2 separate regions of the Mus musculus genome follow, and region 1 is linked to region 2. Evidence: chromatin contacts called from public promoter capture Hi-C data. All regions are on one chromosome and are shown on one strand. The core of a region is the stretch at or near the end of the contact, and the rest is flanking DNA. Distances in the headings are between cores, read along the strand shown.

Region 1 (4,642 bases), core at 1,402-3,901, 2.3 Mb before region 2:
TTTTTTGGGGGGGGTGTTTCGAGACAGGGTTTCTCTGTATAGCCCTGGCTATCCTGGAACTCACTTTGTAGACCAGGCTGGCCTCGAACTCAGAAATCCGCCTGCCTCTGCATCCTGATTAAAGGCATGTGCCACCACGCCCGGTTGTTTTTGAGACAAGATCTCACATTGTAGCCCAGACTGGTCTCAAACTTTCAGTGGTCCTCCTGTCTCCACCTCTCTAGAATGGGAGTTACAACTGTGGTTGGTTTTCTTGACTGAGAGGGGTTAGGAGGCTGTACTTTCTGACTCTGGCCTTTGGGAGGGAGGGGTCAGCAATCCCATGAGCGGTCAGTATCCAGGTAAGGTCCGTGGGAGTGATGTCAGTCTTCATGGGTGGACATCATCAGGAGAGGTCCTAGGAAAATGAGCTAAGGGGTCCCCTGCCTCACCCCAGCTACACCCTGATCGAGACCCTGGGAACCCAGCCCTGCATAGCCGCTTTGTGGAGCTGAATGAGGCATATCGAGTGCTCAGTCGTGAGGAAAGTCGTCGTAACTATGACCACCAGCTGCATTCAGCCAGTCCTCCAAAGTCTTCAGGGAGCACAGCCGAGCCTAAGTATACGCAACAGACACACAGGTATAGTACAGCAGTCCTGACACTGCTGCTCTTACCCTCAAGTCTTTCCGGGAGAGAGCCCCGGCTTTCCATTGTCCTTCTTTTGCTCTTCAGCAGCTCCTGGGAACCCCCCAACGCTCAATACTGGGCCCAGTTCCACAGTGTGAGGCCGCAGGGGCCGGAGTCAAGGAAGCAGCAGCGTAAACACAACCAGCGGGTCCTGGGGTACTGCCTCCTGCTCATGGTGGCAGGCATGGGCCTGCACTATGTTGCCTTCAGGTGCCTCCCCATGCTTCCTGGGATACTGGGTAGAGGGTGGGTCAAGCGTGCTGAGGCCAGCCAGCCACTGCAGCCTATGACCTGCATACTTTGTCTCTCTCAAGCTAAGAACTTTGTGAAATCAAGAATTGGAGCCCTGCCTTTCTGAGTAAAGGCAGATCTGCACACAGGGCTAGAGTCGTTTTCTGTTTCTCATAGCTTGAATGTTAATCTTTGATGCTGCTTGTTGGTGAGCTGGAGCCACCTGAAACCATACTCAAAAAACCACACACGGTCAAAACCCAGGGGTTCTCTCCTAGCACTGCGTAAATGAGGGCGGTTTTTCCTTTTTGTTTTGTTTTGATTTGTTTTGTTTTGTTTCTCTGAGACAGGGTTTCTTTGTGTAGAACTGGCTGACCTGGAACTCCCTGTGTAGACCAGGCTGGCCTCGAAGTCAGTGCACCATCACCACCAAGCAATTTTTTTTTTTTTTTTTTTTGCAAATTTTTTAAGTTCAGGGTCATCTTTGGTTACATATGGAGTTTGAGGCTAGCCTAGGCTACATTAAACTGTGTCTCAATATAGAAAGAAAGAGGGCCAGGCAGTGGTGGTGCACGCCTTTAATCCCAGCACTTGGGGGGCAAAGGCAGGTGGATTTCTGAGTTCGAGGCCAGCCTGGTCTACAAAGTGAGTTCCAGGACAGCCAAGGCTATACAGAGAAAACCTGTCTCAAAAAACCATAAAAAAAAATAAAAGAAAAGAAAGAAAGAGCGAGGAAGGACAAGTGCCGTATAACAGTGACAGTCCATGGTAGCTGCCAGGACCTCACCATACACTCGAATGCATGCTGTCATACCAGTTTTCTGTGGCATAGAAACCCAAAGGATGGAGCCCATTGTCCGTAGTATCTAGCAATGGAGATTACCTAAATATGCCCCCTTTCTAGTCTTCTGGGAGAGGCAACCTGATTTCAGAGCTGTTTCACCAACCTTCTTCACAGGACAGCCAGTGACTTAGGGTGCCACCTAGTTCTGGGACTTGGGCCACTTGGTGTCTGTTATAGAGAGAGATGTAAAGTTGTGTGAGAGATGCTAGAACCTGGTCAAGGACCAGGGTTTGAGGGACACCAGAGTTCGGAGACTCGGAGTTAACTGCAATTCCTTCACAGGAAGCTGGAGCAGGTGCATCGCAGCTTCATGGATGAAAAGGACCGGATCATTACAGCCATCTACAATGACACTCGGGCCAGGGCCAGGTCTGTCACTGCTCTGACTTTGCTTCCTGCTTCAGCACCACCCTCCAGGATGTCTGTCCTGATCCTGTTTTTCTTTCCAGGGCCAACAGAGCCAGGATTCAGCAGGAGCGCCAGCAGAGGCAGCAGCCTCGGGCAGAACCCTCCCTGCCTCCAGAAAGCTCCAGGATCATGCCCCAGGACACAAGCCCCTGAGAGGCTTAACTAAATGGGACCTTCATTGGTCCTCTCCCTGCTGCCTGTCCAGAACTACACGTGCAATAAACTCATTTTCAGACGCCTGTCCGATTCGGTCCTTCAGGTCACGCATCTCCTCACCCCTCCCCTCGTGAGGCAGCGACCCCCGGAGCTCGGCCTCCAGGGCGGTGTGTCCCCTTTCCCCTGCAGCGGCGGGAGGGGGCGTTTGGAGGGGACCGGCTCCGCCCCCGCCCCGCCTCCGCCCGCGGCCCGGTGGGGAGCGCGTGTTTAGGTCACATGAGCCTCTTGCCCGCCAGCCCCGGCCAGGCCCCCTGCCACCCCCCGCCGTCCCCGTTGCCCGCCGTCCCGGCCACCACCGCCGCCACTACAGGCCGCCTGCCTGTCTTGTTCCTCAGGCCGTCGCTGCGGCGCTGCGTTGCGCTGCCTGCGCCCAGGGCTCGGGAGGGGGCCGCGGAGGAGCCGCCCCCTGCGCCCCGCCCCGGGTCCCCGGGCCCGCGCCATGGGGCTCTGGCTGCCGCCGCCCCCCACGCCGCCGGGCTAGGGCCATGCGGGCGCTCCCGGCGCTCGCCCCCCGCGGGCACCATGAGCCCCCTGCTCCGTCGCCTGCTGCTTGTTGCACTGCTGCAGCTGGCTCGCACCCAGGTACGTGCGTCCGCGACATCCCGCTCGCTAGCTCGCCCGCCCGCCCGCGGTGCCCTCTCAAGGTTGGCGGAAGTGGGGAGGCGCCTGCTACCTCTGTCGAGGGGATCCTCAGTTCAAACCGGGAATATCCCTTAAGAGGTGCCCCTTGGCGAAGGCCCGCTAGTCCTAGCCCATGCCCCTGGGGCCACTCCCCCACCTCACCCCATCCCCTGGGCGGTTGTAGGGCGGAGCTGCCTCCGTGCCCTCCGAACCTCGTTTGTCTCCCACTATCCTGGCTCCTGACCTAAAACAAGCCCAGCGCTAAGGCTTGGGCTTTAGTACCATTCCCAGAGTATGCCTGGTGGGTCTTGGGCCAGGGAAAGTACCAGATGTCTGAGTATACAAGAAAAATTAGAACCAAGGTCTTGGGAACAGAATAAATCTGGAAAGGTGTCAGAAAGGCGCAGAAGCCTGACTCAAGGACGGAGCCCTTACATAGCCACAGGGCCAGCCCTTTTAGAGTGCATCTTGGGCCCAGGTATCTTCTTTCCCACAGGCCCCTGTGTCCCAGTTTGATGGCCCCAGCCACCAGAAGAAAGGTAATAATAGTTAACAATAACTTGCCACCAGCCAGTACTAAGAGGGGTTAGCACTTGCTCTGATTTCATATCCCTTATCTTGCGTGATCCCAACTCCTTTGGGCGATACCATTCCATAGAGGAAGAAACTGAGGCAGAGGGCTTAATCATTTCTTGAGAAACAAGGCAGAGAAAGACAGGTTTAAAAGATGGTTGGGGTGGTGGTGATAGGGTATCAGAGAGGCTACATGCTCAGAGGAGCTTCAGGAGACCTGATAAGAACTTAATCCATCTGGGTCTGCCCACAGTGGTGCCATGGATAGACGTTTATGCACGTGCCACATGCCAGCCCAGGGAGGTGGTGGTGCCTCTGAGCATGGAACTCATGGGCAATGTGGTCAAACAACTAGTGCCCAGCTGTGTGACTGTGCAGCGCTGTGGTGGCTGCTGCCCTGACGATGGCCTGGAATGTGTGCCCACTGGGCAACACCAAGTCCGAATGCAGGTACCAGGGCCTATGGGTCAGGTGTGTTGATGGGACAGTGATGTCCTATGGGCTGGGCCAACCCAGGGAGGGGCGTGCTGGAGGTGGGAATTTCTGGTCATTCTTTCTCTAGCCTATCTAGTATCCCCTTCCTCTGTCTTTTTCTGGCCCTGCCCCCCACCACTCACTGTCTCTTCCTCGTTCTCCTGAGCACAGATCCTCATGATCCAGTACCCGAGCAGTCAGCTGGGGGAGATGTCCCTGGAAGAACACAGCCAATGTGAATGCAGGTGCCAGCCAGGTCCAGGTCACAAAGTGTAGCATGGGGTGGGGGTACCAGGCATGGGCTTGTACCTTACTTAGTAGGGACCAGGTGACTGAGAGTAGAGCCAGAAGTAGTAGGCATGGATCCTGGGGCAAGAGTGCAGGAGGCTTGGGTTTCTTTAATCTTTCTCTCTCTCTCTTTTCAGACCAAAAAAAAAGGAGAGTGCTGTGAAGCCAGACAGGTGAGTTTTTGGGATTCTTGGTGCTGGTCCAGGAGAGAGAGCTCATGGGTTAGGGGGTGCACAAGTGAGCCAGGAGGCTGCAGCCCCTCTGCCTTCTTCTCTCACCCGACTCTCTTCCCTTTTATACTCCCCAAATCCACACACT
Region 2 (4,618 bases), core at 403-2,902:
GAGGTTTTATCCTCTCAAGCAGCTACAGCCATTTCCACCAACCGTGTCCACTTCTCTTATCAATGAGAGCCCTAAAAGGAAGCATGGAGCTATAGCTACCACAGTGGGGAGGAAAAGCCCACGCAGCACCATAGCCAACAAGCTGCGGAGCTAGATGAAGCTGGGTATTCACAGGCCCCAGGCAGACCTAGTGCGTCCCCAGTCCCACTACCAGCACTGGCCGGTCCGCCGCAGGAACCGACGCACCGCTAAAAACATGCGCTGCCAGAAGCGCTCCGAGCCCAGGCGACCCCGATCCATCAGCGCGTCTGTCAGCCCAACTCTTCCAGACTCTTCTCTGCGCTCCATAGAGGTCCGCGTGCCCCAAGCCTCGGCCCCCAGAATCTTCACAGCGATACCTGGGTGTCCCGCACAGGACCCGGGAACTCGGCGTCGCATCCTCCCTCCTGAGCTCCCCAGGACCGACCCCGCCGCCTGCACGCGGCCGCACAAAGCGCGCCTCCTTGCCGGCCGGGACAAAGCGGGCCGGGGCGCCGGCTGCACCTACCTGGGTGCGGAGCGCCTGCCGGGCACGGGGAGCGCGGCTAGTGGGGGCACACTTGTCGCCGCGCCCACAGCCCGGTCGCGAGGGGTGGTTGCGGGAGGTTACTGGCGGCGGTGGCGGGGCGGCCCAGGGCGCACGGCAGGAGGGCGCTGTCACAGGGCGCGAGCGGCGCGGGGGGCGCGCGGGGCCGGCGGCCGCGGGGCGCGTGGCGGCTGCGCGCGGGCGCGAGCGGCGGGACTGCGGCGCCGCGGAAGGAGGACAATAGCCTCCCCCTGCCGCAGGCCGTCGGCTCCCGCGGGAGGCCCGGGACCATCTGGAGCTCGCGGCCCCGCGGGGCTTGGGGCGGGGCGCGAGTCATCCCCCTCCCCACCCGGCGTCATGGCAACCGCGGCCCCTCTAGGTTCCTGCAGTAGTTCTCCGGTAGGGGGTCTCTGACCTTCCCCGGGGCAAACGCAGGACGTTCGCTCCTTCGCCAGTTCCCGACCCCCCACTGTCTTCCGCGTGGATGCCCCGATTGACCCCCACCTTCCGGTCCTCGCCAGCCCCGCGACACCCTTGGGCGTCTGGGTACCACCCACAGTTAACCAGGCTTATTCTTCCCAGTTTGGAATTCCACCTTTGTCTCTGTCGCGCCTTTGCCTGGATGCGCAACCCCTTTAAATGTCACTTACCTCCGAGGTTTCCCCGAGATGCGGCCTCCGTTTCCTTTTCAAAGGTCCCTTTTGGGGCACCTCCAGGCCATCTCGCTTAAGCGTTTCTCTCTGCCTTGCCCCCTTTCTCTCGTCCTCCTTCTGGCAGGTAGGCTGGCCCGCTTTCCAAAAGCATCTCCATGGTGCTCCTGGAGATTCGCCTTCTCACAAATCAGATTCTCGGAACCGTCATCACAGCGGCTCCTCAGCTCCTCTCATTTATCAACCAGGAGAATTCCGGCCTAGTCACTGTCTTAAGGGGGTTGGGGGCAGGGATGGACATTTCTAGTCCTAGCACGGCCGGGTTTCTTCCTGGTTTATTAGCAGCTGAGTGGTCTACGGTTTAATGGCATTAACCAAGGTGAGCTGCTATCTGCCTAGGAGAGGAAGGAAATATGCCCAAATCAGAGCAAATGCACAGAGTGGGTGCTAGCAGTGGGTGCTAAAAGTGCGTTATGTCATGTGACACTCCCACCCCCACTCCAGCTCTGAAAGTACTGTTCCTCCAGATTGGAGAGCTAACTAAGCTCAGGGAGGTACCAGAAGGGAGAAAAAAAAAAAAAAAAAAAAAAAAAGATGGATTTTTGTAGCAAGCCTTTGGGTTCTATACTCCTGAGAAGAGCTAGGCCCTTTCATACACTAGGAATGCCTGAGATGGACAAGAAAGGACCACAAAAAGAATGTTCTTTCAGTGAATTATTGAGCTTAGGGTATTAAAATAGCTTTATCGTTAACTAAATTTTACCATTTTGCTTCTTTCTGGGAAGGTATGCATATCTAAAACAGCTACATGTAATCACACTACTTTTCAGGTATGATTTTCACAGAGTAAGATCACTGTGTTCAATGTAGTTTTAAAAAATCTGTAAAGTAAAACAAAACCTTGCTACCACCACCAAACAGTTGCATTGTTTTATCCATCTGGCCCTGGTTTTCCTCGTGTATAAAGTGGGTTGGGGAGGGACTGGGGAGTTTTGTTAAACTGCTAATCAGATCTGAGATTCTATCATTAAACGGGAATTTAGCCTTCTGTAAACTGTATTTCAGGGTGTTTATGATTTTTAAAAAGTCACTTATGTAGAATGTGCTACGCCTTTAATCCCAGAGTTCAGAAAGAGGCAGAGACAGGCAAATCCTGAGTTCAAAGCCAGCCTGCTCTACATGGGAATTCCAGGCCAGCCAAGAATTTGTAATTACAAACAAAACAAAAAAACTACCTCACTCCATCCAGCAGTGTAAACATGAGCTTCTCCTGACCCCAGAGCCGGAGTAGTCAGGATGTTCAGGACTAGGCCAAGCTGTACATGATAGTCGTCATGGAAACATGGCCAGGAGACATTAAAACTGATGATGAGATGGGAATCAGCTCAGCATCAGGCAAACTGCAAACCTTTCGTTTCTGTGGCTCAGGATTCTGGGAACTGAGGGTCTCAGAGACAGCCTGTTAGGTTGTGGTTAGAGTAGGCAAGGGTGATATTAGGTCTTGTGATTGACCAAAAGAATAGTGTTTTTAAATTAATTCTTCATTCCAGTATTGCACAATCTTTTGAAAAACCTTAAAAGCATTCTAATTTTCACTCTTATTAATAATCAAAATGATATTCAGACACCTAAGTGGAAGTCCAAATTAACCAAGTTAACTTACGGCAGAGACTCCTTATCTTGTGATTCTTAGTCTGTTCAGAGAAAGAGTAGGGCAGAAGAATTAAAAGTATAGATTTGGGGTCTGGGGTAGCCCAGTGGTCGATCAGTGGCCTTGCACAAGGCCTTGAGTTCAATCCCTAGTACCAGGGGCAGCATTGGCCTTGGAGTTGGATGCCCTGAGGTTAATATCTACTTGGGAACTGTGAGTGCTGGTTCACACAATTAAGCCAAGCACCCAGTAGGCTGAAGCTTGAAGGTTAGAGGATCAGCCTGGACTACAAAGTGAGACTTGTCTCCAAACAAACCAACAAACCTGGTTTTGTAGCATGTCCTTAAATCTGTACTTAGGGGGGCTGGTGAGATGGCTCAGCAGGTAAGAGCACCCGACTGCTTTTCCAAAGGTCCGGAGTTCAAATCCCAGCAACCACCAGGTAAGAGCACCCGACTGCTTTTCCAAAGGTCCGGAGTTCAAATCCCAGCAACCACATGGTGGCTCACAACCATCCATAATGAGATCTGACGCCCTCTTCTGGAGTGTCTGAAGACAGCTACAGTGTACTTACATATAATAAATAATAAATAAATCTTTAAAAAAAACCTGTACTTAGCTCCTTTGTGATGGAGCTTCCTCGCCTATGCGAAGTGAGGGTCAGGTGAATGACTGCAGGTAAAGCACCAGAGCAGCACCCCGCCCACAGCGAGCACTCAGTCCACGGCACCAGAACAGCACCCTGCCCACAGTGAGCACTCAGTCCACGGCACCAGAACAGCACTCCGCCCACAGCGAGCACTCAGTCCACGGCACCAGAACAGCACCCCGCCCACAGCGAGCACTCAGTCCACGGCACCAGAACAGCACCCCGCCCACAGCGAGCACTCAGTCCACGGCAGCCATTGTTTTACCAGACTCCGACTTTACTGTACTGTTTCCCAATTTGGAAAGGAAGCATGCTCAGTAAACAGAATGCTGAGATCACTTGTCTCAGCTCTGCGACTGGGTTGCTTTGGAAACTTGTTCTTTTTCTCTGTAGTGAATCAGTACAGTCAATGACAAAGAGAACCTCTGCTTCCTTTTCCTGTGAGTTGCCAAAGTGAATGGAATGATATCCCCCTAGCGTGCTGAGCTGCTCAAAGGATTCAAGGTTCCTGCTTAGGCTAGCCACAGCTCAGGGGAAGGTCTTGGCTAGACTGTCATGCCTCGAGTTAAAGCTGGATTTTCAGTTCTGTATTACTCTTCAGCTCTATTCTTCCCTCTCATGATTCTTCTGGCCCCTGTTCTAAATCTCATCCCCCCACCCCCACCCTCATGGCCCTCACTCCTGGTGAGCTCATAAACACATTTAAGGCGAGCTTAAAAGGCAGGCAATGCAGGGACGTGGTGGCGCACGCCTTTGATCCCAGCACTCGGGAGGCAGAGGCAGGCGGATTTCTGAGTTTGAGGCAGGCCTGGTCTACAAAGTGAGTTCCAGGACAGCCAGGGCTACACAGAGAAACCCTGTCTCAAAAAACAAAAAAACAAAAAAAAAACAAAAAAAAAAAAAGAGAAAGAAAGAAAGAAAGAAAGAAAGAAAGAAAGAAAGAAAGAAAGAAAGAAAGAAAGAAAAAAAGAAAGAAGGAAAGAAGGAAAGAAAGGAAAAAGCAGGCAATGTTGATGGCCTGTCCGTGTTGCGTGTTGGCACCATCCACCTTCTCCCACTCTGTCTCCTTCCCTTGGTTGGAACTGAACCCATGGCCTTGTGCT

What was found. Promoter capture Hi-C pulls out the DNA fragments that hold promoters and counts their contacts.
Region 1: a promoter capture Hi-C map of liver shows a contact between it and region 2, with 4 times the contacts expected there. A contact is called at or near these places in 3 of 39 promoter capture datasets (cranial neural crest and liver).

Annotation. Positions count from the first base shown.
Region 1 is chr19:6,985,660-6,990,301 of GRCm38.p6, reverse strand. Vegfb (vascular endothelial growth factor B) reads left to right here and starts at 2,651. Exons shown (of 7, transcript NM_001185164.1): 1 at 2,651-2,950; 2 at 3,486-3,528; 3 at 3,816-4,012; 4 at 4,208-4,281; 5 at 4,462-4,497. The coding sequence starts at 2,891. It overlaps Dnajc4 (DnaJ heat shock protein family (Hsp40) member C4), which reads left to right. Exons shown (of 7, transcript NM_001357001.1): 4 at 437-621; 5 at 715-879; 6 at 2,027-2,113; 7 at 2,194-2,391. The coding sequence ends at 2,305.
Region 2 is chr19:4,708,242-4,712,859 of GRCm38.p6, reverse strand. It overlaps Sptbn2 (spectrin beta, non-erythrocytic 2), which reads right to left and starts at 1,652. Exons shown (of 37, transcript NM_021287.2): 1 at 1,216-1,652.